2 separate regions of the Sus scrofa genome follow, and region 2 is linked to region 1. A link is a contact called in public HiChIP or PLAC-seq data. All regions are on one chromosome and are shown on one strand. Each heading gives the region's core, a stretch centred on a gene start, on an enhancer-like site or on the middle of the called end of the contact. The rest is flanking DNA. Distances are from core to core; before and after follow the strand shown.

Region 1 (5,585 bases), core at 2,123-4,622:
CTTTGGTTTGCTCTTAAGGTCTTTTCTGCTGGGCATTGCCCCAAGACATCCCTGGTCCTTCAATTCACTCTCTCTCTCTTTTTTTTTTATATATTTTTAGAGCTACACCTGTGGCACATGGAAATTCCCAGGCCAGGGATCAGACTGGAGCTGTAGCCTCTGGACTACACCACAGTCACGGCAACACAGGATCCGAGTTGCGTCTGCAACCTACACCACAGCTCACGGCAACACCAGATCCTTAATCACTGAGCGAGGCTAGGGATCAAACCTGCATCCTCATGGATGCTAGTCAGATACATTTCTGCTGAGCCACGATGGTAACTCCCCTCAATTCACTCTTGACCCATACCCTCTGTGGGCATGGCCTCTGGTCTTGCTCCTTTCAGATGGATGCCCACCAGCAGCCTCAGAGGAGTTTCTCTAAACTGTGGCTCCAACAATGCCTAGCTTTGCTCAAAAGCCCACTATGATTCCTACTGCCTTCAGGATAGCCCTGGTCATTCAGCTCAGTTCTTGATGCTGTTCTGCAGTACAGCAGGTCATGAAACCCACCTTAAAGCTGTCTCTGCTGGAACCCAGAAGCACATCCCCCAAGGAGCTCTGCTTGCCTGTCAGCGACTGCACTGCCCCCCCACCCACCCACTGCGTACCTGGGGGTGTGGCCACGAAAGTAGGCGTGGACATACTCAGTGAAGGCAGTGGCCACAGGCAGGGCATCCTGAGAGCCCAGGACCACAGGGCTTGGGCCCCGGGAGACTCCTGGAGGTGGAGGGGAGGAAATGGGAGACAAGAGAGAGTGAGCACAGGTCTAAGACTCCAGAACCTTCCCTCTGCCGACACAGCCTCCGTGGTATCACTTAGCAACCCACCCACATAGGAGAGGGTGAAACTGAGGCCCAGAGAGGACCCACGTACCATGTCCTGTCTGGGATGAGAAGCTGGGCCGTTCTGGGATGGTGCTGGGGGCCGAAGAGCCCAGTGGGGAGGGGCTGAGGGAACGAGACTGGAAGAGAAGGAGATAGGCCGGCCTGTGAACACCCCAGCAGCTGTACCCTGATGCTGACCATGTTGCCCCCCGCCCCCGCCCAACACCTGCCACCCCCCCCAACCCTACCAGGTCCCCGTTGCTGCGCATGAGGGGACAGGACACCTTCCTGGAGCGGGGTCTCCGGGGTGGGGCTGTCAGGCCCTCCCTGGCTGCAAAGTCGGCGGGTACAGGCATCAAGTCTGGGGAGTGAGCATGAGAACAGACATGGCTGAGATGCTGTCTTGGGCCTCTTGGGCCTCCCCAGGGGAGGAACTTAGCCCCAAAGCGGGGGTTGGGCTTATAGGGGAAGAACCCCACCCCCGTTCCCCCCACTGATGATCTGAAGTCCTGGGGCTGCAGAGAAGGTGCTGGACAGGACTGCAGACACCAGCTGCAACCCTGAGTCTCCCAGACATCAAACCAGTGGCTCAATAAGGGGTGAGCTCCCATCACTGGGGGTATGCAAGCAAGGGCTGGATGCTCAAGAGACAGACACCCTACAGGGGGATTTGGCAATGGCCTTTTGGCCAACATTCAGCAACTCCACAACCTTCATCCTCTCTGAGCACATGAGGGTAGTCACCCACCTGGGCCTGTTTCTGAGTCACACTCTTCTAAATGAACTAATCACAGTTCCCCTTGCTCTCCAGCTTCCCTAGCATCCCTGCTTTGCTCCATCTACAAATGCTTACTCACCTGCCTCTCTTCCCACCTACACCCCAGGCTGGGCTCTCTACCCCAGGGTTCTCAGCAGGGTTGGATGCTTCTCCTGTGGTGGAGCCACCTGTACACTCTAGGCCATAAAACAGCATCCCTGGCCTCCACCCCCAACCCCAGATGTCAGGTGCACCCTGCCCCCCAGTGGTGATACTGCCAAGTGTCACCTGGGAGAGCAGAACGGACCCAGTTGAGAACCTTAGTGCAACAGCAAGGCTCAGACAACTCTACTCTTACTTACTCCTCTGGGCCCTCCCTTGGACCAGCTCCAAGGAGGCCTTTTCTTCAACTAAGGATGGTACCAAGCACCTCATCACCACTTCTGGAGACCCCACATGGTCTTTCTGACTCAGGCTCCCAGGAGCCAACTCCTAACCACTTCCCTCTTTCCTCCTCGCTCTAGCCCTGCCCCCATTCCCTCCTGGGCCCTTTCCCCTCCTCTCCTCTCCCTGGGCACCCTCCCCTCTCACTTCAGCTTGATGACATCCCACAGCTGCCCCCAGGGTGTGCACCAGCCTGGCCTCCACCCTCCACCTGACATCCAAAGGCCCAGGCTGGAGATGCCCCCATCCCAGCTCTTCCGCCCCATCTTTCCTGCTCTTTCTGCCCTTCCCTCTCCTTTCAGCTGCCCTCAGGCCCTCCGCCCTGTGGCTCTGAACTTGCTAGGTGTAAAACTCACATTTCTCCCTGGGATCACCAGGCTCTGCCTGGTCCCATCTCCCTGCCGACACATCCCCCTTCTCTTCCTCCTTCTCCCTGTCATCACTCTGTTCTAGCCATACCAGCCTCCTTGTTGTTCCTCAAAGGGCAGAGCCTGCTTGTACCCCAGGGCCTTGGCACGGGCTGTGCCCTCTGCTGGGAATGCCCTTCCCCCCATGTGCATATGGCTGCATCCTCACCTCCATCCTCACCTCCATCAAATCTCAGCTCAGATGTTCCCTCTTCAGGGAGGCCCTACCCTTCCAGGCCCTCACCAGGTCCCTGCCAACTCATGCCTTGTTAAATAGCCATCTCATTATTGTCCCTGCAAGAGTGAGGGTTTCTGCCTGCTTGAGTTTCCCCTGTGTCATCTCCCCCGCCCCCCAATTGAGGCCCTGGCCACATTAGGTGCTCAGTCCAGTATCAGGACTCAGAGAACTCTCACACTAGGGGCAGACACACTCACCTCCTCCAGCCATAGCCTCCAGCCCCCAGGGGCCCGGGGATGGTGCAAGGGGCTGCGGCGAGTCTGATGGTGGCAGGGGCTGTGTCCCCCTCGACTCCGGGGGCGGCGCCCTACAGGTACGTGGGCTTTGTGGGGTGCCCGGGCGGGGGACCCAGGAATCCGGGGAGGGACCAGGCGCCACGTGGGACGGTGAGTCCAGGCCAGAGTCCTCCACATTCTCAGGCGACGAGGAGGAGAAAGGCGAGGGGCTGGAGGTGAAGCCGAGGCTGCTAGAGCCTGGGAGAGGGAAGTGGGCAGCCAGCTCCAGACCCAGTTCAAACTTGTACCGTCAGTTCTCCAGAAGGTCACGCCCACGTCGGGGAAGATCCGCCCTCATTGGGTGCCCACCTTCCCACCCAAGGCCACGCCCTCGCCCTCCTATTTTCGTCGCCACTGATGCCCCGCCCATCCATTCAAATTATCCCCACTCCCACAAAGGCCACACCTTCTCACCGGCTCCGCCCATTCATGCTGCGCCCTGCCCAGCCTTACTTTGACCCAAGTCCTCGCTCCAGCCTGGCTCACCATCCCGCCTACCCGAGCTTCCTACCCGTGCAGTGGCCCCACTCATTCTTCTGCTGGCCACGCCCATGCCCCCGAAGCTCCACCCTCATCACCTGTAAAATCTTCGTGGTCAAAGGCAGACTCTAGCGGCGGCCCAAAGAGGTTCTTGGAAACCTGCTCATCAGAAGGCGGTTTCTCGGCACAGCTGGGGATGGAATCGACAGGAGAGGTGGGTTCTACTGTTTCTGTGCCTCCTCCCCCTTCAGGGCCTTTGCACATGCTGTTCTTGGTCTTGAACTCTGTTCCCCCAGCTCTCCCTACAGCCACATCCTGCTCCTCTTCAGGGCTCAGCTCAAAGTCCACGGCACTTCCCCTGCTCCCTCCCCACCACTCCTATTTTCCATCACATTGCCTGCTTTGTTTTCTTCACAGCAATTGGAAGCATCGAATATGATCTAACTTATTTACTATTTGTGACATCTGAGCCACTAGAAAGTGACTCTGCAAAGAAGGACCTGTCTTGGTCATTTATCTCCAGAACCCAGAAGAGCATAAGTATATATCAGGCACTCAATAAATGTTCATCAAATGACTAAGTGGTCCCTCAAAAATGGCATGGCCTTAATTCCTTGCCAGAGTAACAGAAGGGAGGCAGAGACAGGGGGAGGCAGTAGGGGAGGAGGACAAAGGTGGGGACAGCCCCCACCTCCCGCCTCCCCCCCCACCTCCCCAGTCCATTCATGTTGACCCAATGACCCATCCCCATGGAAACCTACCTGCCAGCCCTTGGAGCAGATCGAGGCCTCTGTGGTTTCCCAGCAGTGTCTCCTGTAAGAGATGTACCTCCTTCAGTCTTCCTGTCACCCTGTCTGCACTGCTCCCCATGCCACAGACCAGCAGACCAAGGCTTGGGGCTGACCAGCAGAGCAGAGAGGGATTTGATTCTGAGCCAATATGTCTGCAGATTTGGGCTTTTTTTTTCTTTTTTCTTTTTTTTTTTTTGTCTTTTGTCCTTTTAGGCCACACCCCCGGCATACGGAGGTTCTCAGGCTAGGGGTTTAATCAGAGCTACAGCTGCTGGCCTACACCACAGCCACAGCAATGCCAGATCCGAGCCGCATCTGCGACCTACACCACAGCTCATGGCAACACTGGATCCTTAACCCACTGAGCAAGGCCAGGGATCGAACCCGCAACCTCATGGTTCCTAGTCAGATGATTCGTTTCCTCTGCACCACAATGGGAACTCCAGATTTGGGCTTCTTTCCCAGTCCAAGCTATCCCTTTTGGCTCTCATCTAATTCTCATAATGATCCCATTTTATAAAAGGAAGCTAAGATCAGAGTGGGTAAGCAGCCTGCCCCAAGTCGCACAGCAGAGCTGGGACTCAAACCCACACCCACACTCCAGGCCCAGCATCCCTTCCATGTGTTTCTCGTCAAACTGATGACCCCTTAACAGGCTACTCACGTGAAGAATGGCGTTTCATGGTGCCCTGTGGACAAAGGGGTGGCATCAGGTCGGGGGCATCCAACATGCCCCACCCACCCTGGGCTCAGCAGCCTAATCCCCAAGGCCTCACCCCTGGGCCAGGAGGCAAGATGAGGCTGCCAGCTGTGGCCCTGAGCTGTGCTGCAGCTGCCTCCGGACTGCAGGCTGGGGCCCGGGCTGGGGCAGGCTTGATGTGCACGTAGAATTTGCGGGGCTCCTCATCATCGAAATCGGAGTCGCTGGATGAGAAGCGGGAGGGCTCCTCGGTGCTTTCACTGAAGTCAAGGGGCCAAGCGGAACCCAACACGGAATCTCCCTCTAGTCAGCCCTCAAATCCATTCCTTCCTGCTCAAAGCCTTTGAGACACTGTACAATTCCATCTTCACCACTTGCCTTGACACCATGTTTTTGCCATTTCCCTCCCCCCACAAGCCTTCACACATGCATGCCCTACCATAACTGGTTAACTCCTATTCAGCTGCTAAACCCCAATACTGGTGACCGCCCCCCCAGGAAGCCCTCTTTTCACTCCCCCTCTGAGAGCCCCCCTCTCTCCCCTTTGCTCAGCCCTGACCCCACAGGGCCAGTGCCTGCATGTGAATTTGAGCCTCACAAGCGGAGGCTCCCCCCTGGATGAAC
Region 2 (5,585 bases), core at 812-3,311, 190 kb after region 1:
ACTGTGAGCTGTGGTGTAGGTCACAGAGGAGTCTCAGATCCTGTGTTGCTGTGGCTGTGGTGTAGGCCGGCAGCTGTAGCTCCAATTCAACCCCTAACCTGAGACCCTCCATATGCCACAAGTGCAACCCTAAAAAGCAAATAAATAAGTAAATAAAATAATAATTTAAAAACACGAGACAAATGATTTCACATTCCAATGTGGACTCCCTGGTTACAAAAATATACTGGTGTGTCAAATACTGCTTTGAGTTTTGAACCAAAACCTTGGGTTCCAACCAGGTTTGCTGAGAGGAAAAAAAAAGTGAAAACCAGGCAACCCTGAACCATGAAAGCACAACCCAGGGAGGGAGACAAGGTGATCTGCGCTGGACTGTTTTGGCAAGTCTGTGCCTCACTGGTTCTGAGACCCCCACCCAGCAGGCAGTCTACTTTCCCATCTATAAAATGGTCTCATAAGGCACCAACCACAGGGGTCCCCGGAAGAAGCCTGTTCCATCCTCCGTCCTCCAGGAGATAGCTCTGTCTTCCCCACCAGGCTCAGGCACCCACATATCCCATAGGACCTGTCCCCTTGGCCTCAGAACACATCTGGAACCCACAGCCCCATATGGGCCCCCACCTGGATTCACACTGCCCCACTCCTGCTCTGATGAGCCCTACTCGCCATGACAGTCACAGGGACTTCTGAAAATGAGAAATTAGAACAGAGCCCTCCCCTGCTCACACACCCTCCAAGGCTCCCCATTACCCTCAGAATGAAAGCCACATCCCTCCCTTGGCCTGCAGAGTCTGGCCCCCACCTGCCACTTCAGCACTGCCGGCTCTGTCACCGCACTCTGGCTACACTGGCCTCTTCGCTGGTCCCTGAATGCCCCAAGCCCGCTCCCTACTCTGTTCCCTCTGCCTCACGCATTGGCGCCCAGCTCCCACTGAGGCTGGCTCCTGTGTTCCTTGTCTGTGAGGGCCACCTCCTAAAGGAGGCCCCCAACCCTGCTCACCTGGTTCTGCCACCTACTGTGCATTGAAAGGTGGACCCCACTCCTCCCAAAAAAGACATGCTAAAATCCTAACCCCTGGTACCTGTGACTTATTTGGAAATAGGGTCTTTGCAGATATGATTAATGTAAAATAAGATGCAGTCCATATCGGCTTGGGGAGGGGTGCTGAATTCAATGAGTGGTGACTTTATAAGGAGAGGAGCCAAGAGATCCCATTATGGCGCAAAGGGATTGTAGCATCTCTGCAGCACTAGGACAAAGGTTCGATCCCCAGTCCTAACATGGTGGCTTAGAGGATCTGGTGTGGCTGCTGCCGCATAGGTTGCAACTCTGATCTGATCCCCACCCAGGAACTCCATATGCCTTGGGGTGGCCAAAAAGGGGTGGCAGGGGAGGACAAAGCCCATGTGACCACAAAAGCAGAGATTTAAGTGAGGTGGCCACAAGCCAAGGAAGGGCTGGTGCCCCCAAAGGCTGGAAGGAGCCAGGAAGCTTTCCTCCCCAAGAGTGCAGACCTGCCTACACCAGGATTTCAGACCGCAGGCCTCAGAGACAATCACCTTGTGTTGTTTTAAGCCCCCAAAGGTGTGACCTTTGTCACAGCAGCTCCAGGACGCTGATACGCTATCAAGCGCCTTTCACAGCAAGGGTTGCCTTCTGGTATTTCCTCACTCAGTTTTGTTTGTTTTCTGGTTACAAGCGCTTTTCCTGGGACACCAATCCTCACTGGGTCCCCAGGGCCTGGCAGGAAGAGGGCACAGGGGGCAGCTGACAGACATATGTTGACTGAGAAATAAAGAAGGTAGAGACCAAAGCTGGGGGTCTGGGGCATAGATGGGAACCCACTGTGCAGGCACTGTCAGGCTGGGCATTAATGCATTCCACCTCCACCGGCAAGCCAGGTCCAGCCACCGTGCCCACTCTGTCACACAAGGGGGGACCATGCCCAGGTCAAGGAGCTCGCAGAAGACCCGTGACCCCTAAGCATGTACCCCACATTGCACTCAAACCTTAACTAGCCCCTTCCTCCCAGGGGTCCAGGAGGAGGAAGTGAAAGTCAGGGCTCAGCAACTCAGTGTCATCAACATCCCCCACCCTATCCTCCTGCTTCTTGGAGTGACCCAGAGGTCATCATCACGGCCCCACCGAGATCTCACACCACTGGCAATGGTGATAAAAGAGGAAGTGACCCAAGGGTCCAACCACAGGGGGATACAAAACCCCATTTGTTCCTGATGATTAAGAACCCAGGTGGCCCAGGATCAAATCCCAGTTTCTCCACTAACTGGCTGTGTTACCTCCGACAATGCACATCCTCTCTTGGAGTCTCAGTCTCCCCCGAACTCTGTAACATGGGGCTTGTCTCCACATCCCACCACTCCACCCTCCTCCTGGACACCTGAGACCTTCCGCTGGCATGGGTGGGTGGCTGGCTGGCTGAGAAACTCACCAGGATGTAGTCAGCCCACATGTCCCGGGCTGATTTCAGGGCTGCCTGGCGCAACTTCATGACATGCTCATAGCGTGAGTCAGACCAGTGTTTGGGGCCCTCCTCGTCTGGGTAGGACCTGCGGAGAGGCAGCTGGGATGTGGGAAGCACAGGGCACCGTCTGAGCCCAGAAAGGGCTCGAGCTGGCTGAATGTGGGGTGGTCAGGGAGGGCTTCCTGGAGGAAGGGATGTGTAAGCTGGATCTGAAGGCTGGGAAGAAGCCAGGAGAAAATAGGAGGACGGAGGTGTGTCCCAGGTAGTGGGCACAGCATCTGCAAAGGCCCAGAGGGAAAGGGGTCTCTACTGCTTTGCAGGGACACCCCTGAGGGTGAGGAGAAGCCGCTGGGAGAGGTGAAGACACAGAGCAGAACAGCTGAAACCTGTACTTCCAGACTTTGAATCTGGCCTGGGCGTCGAGTGGGTAAAGAAAGAAATCCTGAAGAGTGAAAAGAGGAGTTCCCACTGTGGCAGGACAGAATCAGCAGTGTCTCTGGAGCACTGGGATGAAGGTTCGATACCAGATCCGGCACAGTTAAGGATCCAGCGTTGCCGCAGCTGCAGCATAGGCTGCAAGTGTGGCTCAGATTTGACCCCTGGCTCAGGAACTTCATGTGCCATGGGGCGGCCAAATAAAGGGAAAAAAAAAAAAAAAGAGTGAAAAGAATCAAGGATCCGGAGTTCCCATTGTGGCTCAGTGGTTAACAAATCCGACTAGGAACCATGAGATTGCGGGTTCGATCCCTGGCCTTGCTCAGTGGGTTAAGGATCCGGCATTGCCGTGGGCTGTGGTGTAGGTCGCAGATGTGGCTTGGATCCCACGTTGCTGTGGCTCTGGTGTACGCCAGTGGCTACAGCTCCGATTGGACCCCTAGCTTGGGAACCTCCATATGCTGTGGGAGCAGCCCTGAAAAAGGCAAAAAAAAAGACCAAAAAAAAAAAAAGAATCAAGGATCCAAATCACCCCAGGGTTCACAGGGAAACTAAGCAGCAGAGCTGGTGTCTGGCCTGAGTGAGACAGGGAACAAAGCCAGGCCAGGGAATGAAGGAATTCCAGGTGTAGCAAAGGTCTGGGGTAAAAGTCCAGAGGGAGGATTATGGCCCATTGTGAGGCTGAACTGGGGGTAAGAGTAGCCAAAGCCAGCGCCTGAGGCTGCAGAGTTGGGCTACAGCATCAGGAGCTGAGGGCTGGGGTCTATCCCAAGATGATGGGGAGTTAGGGAGGGTGTGTGAGCAGGGGTACGGCCGAGTCCAGCTGGAGGCGAGGATCAGGGACAGATCTGGCGCTCACCTGGGCTCCTCTGCTGGCCGCCACTCTACAGAGTGGTACAAACTTTTCACGGCCACCAACCATTCCCGAAGCACGGCTGACGTGTTGTCGGAGTTGTGGTCTGTGGCTACCCTGCAGACAGAGCAGGACAGCGAGCAAAGTTAGGGAGGCAAGAGGGGCAGCAGAGAGGCAAGAAGGGCTCCCACGCCCCAGCTGGGCCTCCTATCAGCTTCACAGCCCTGGGCAAGATGCTCCCCACAACCATGCCTCAATTTCCTCATCTGATGCGGACAGGGCCCACTTCACAGGGAGCAGAGGGGATTAAATGAACTAATTTCGCAAAAGCACAATAGATGATGTTAGTACTATGGGACATCTAGGATCGTCTACCCACATTCACCATTAAAGACACGTAATTTAATAAAAATATATATACATCATACAGCCCTGCCCCTCTTCCTCAATTCACCTCAGAGTGGGCTGTGGTCACTCATTGATTCCACAAACATTTCTTTTTTTTTTTTTCTTTTTAGGTTCCCAGGCTAGGGGTCCAATTGGAGCTGTAGCCACTGGTCTAACACCACAGCCACGGCAACACCAGAACTGAGCCGTGTCTGTGAACAACACCACAGCTTACAGCAACACTGGATCCCTAACCCACTGAGCAAGGCCAGGGGTCCAACCTGCGTCCAATGATGCTAGTCAGATTCATTTCCGCTGAGCCATGACAGGAAATTCCACAAACATTTCTTAAGCACCAACTGTGTGCTCGGACTACCCAAGCTGAAGGGAATAAGAACATCTGGGAGTCTAGAGTTTGACCAGGCAGCTGAGAGCTATTCTCCCAAATGAGATTGTTATTTAGTCTACAACAACTTTAGCAGTGATGACAGAATAACAACGATAATAATAACCACGATAGTAATAACCACGATGCCAAGCACAAGGGCTTCACACTCATTAACTGGTTCATCCTCAGAGACAAACCCTACAAGAATTACATTAATATCTCCATTTCGGAGTTCCCGTGGTGGCGCAGTGGTTAACGAATCGACTAGGAACATGAGGATGCGGGTTCGGTCCTGCCTTGCTCAGTGGTTACGATCCGGCGTTGCCGTGAGCTGTGGTGTAGGTTGCAGACGCGGCTCGGATCTCACGTTGCTGTGGCTCTGGCGTAGGCGGTGGCTACAGCTCCGATTCAACCCTAGCCTGGAACCTCCATATGCTCGGAGCGGCCAAGAAATAGCAACAACAAAAAAAAAAAAAAAAAAAAAAAAAAAAAAAAAAAAAAAAAAAAAAAAAAAAAAAATCTCCATTTCCAAATGAGGAAACTGGGGCAAGAGGAGGGAAGTCACCAATTAGTGTTCATGTCCCTGCCCCATTCTGCTTCTAGGAAGGAGACTCTCTCTTCATGCCTTCCGACCCCTACTCTACCACCCACTTTGGTAGTCAGAAGGTAGGAGATCTGGTTCGGGCTGGCTTCAGGGACCAATACAACAGTAGAGTGGAAAGACTTTCAGTTAGTTCAAGTACAATCTGGGCTGCGGCAACGCCCCAGTTGGGGGGGAGGAAGTGCTCCAGGCTTCCCTTCTTTGAAGCTATGTCTGCTAAATGGATTAGGGGGTTAGCCCCAGGCTGCGCCGCACGGGTGATCCGGATATGCCCTAATGGGGCACCAGGAGTCAGGGCAGCGGCCCGCCCCACCCTAAAGAGGCCAGCAGGCAAAGCGCGGTTCCGCTCGGTGCTAATGGGGCAGAAGGGAAGCAAGCAGGAAAGAACGCGTGGGTCTGGCACGCCCCGAAGGGGGACAGCAGGCAGAGCGCACGCGC

The links. HiChIP or PLAC-seq counts read pairs in DNA pulled down with a chosen protein or histone mark.
Region 2: a contact with region 1 is called in an H3K27ac HiChIP or PLAC-seq map of alveolar macrophages. The contact joins two enhancer-like sites. A contact is called at or near these places in 1 of 47 Hi-C or Micro-C datasets (epiblast stem cells) and 1 of 2 datasets of contacts at active chromatin or transcription factors (alveolar macrophages).

What each region holds. Positions count from the first base shown.
Region 1 is chr2:59,961,554-59,967,138 of Sscrofa11.1, forward strand. FCHO1 (F-BAR domain only protein 1) reads right to left here. Exons shown (of 28, transcript XM_013987487.2): 16 at 5,038-5,216; 17 at 4,926-4,950; 18 at 4,232-4,283; 19 at 3,569-3,660; 20 at 2,913-3,188; 21 at 1,118-1,230; 22 at 919-1,006; 23 at 654-762. Among named protein-coding and RNA genes, the nearest start is that of B3GNT3, 11 kb to the left of the region's middle. Within about 2 kb of position 3,373, at least 20 of the 83 cell types and tissues checked have an H3K27ac peak or open chromatin away from gene starts, as enhancers often do. A contact at or near this core is called in alveolar macrophages, where this site is marked.
Region 2 is chr2:60,156,435-60,162,019 of Sscrofa11.1, forward strand. COLGALT1 (procollagen galactosyltransferase 1) reads right to left here. Exons shown (of 13, transcript XM_003123493.6): 3 at 3,778-3,888; 4 at 2,451-2,568. Among named protein-coding and RNA genes, the nearest start is that of COLGALT1, 7.5 kb to the right of the region's middle. Within about 2 kb of position 2,062, at least 13 of the 83 cell types and tissues checked have an H3K27ac peak or open chromatin away from gene starts, as enhancers often do. A contact at or near this core is called in alveolar macrophages, where this site is marked.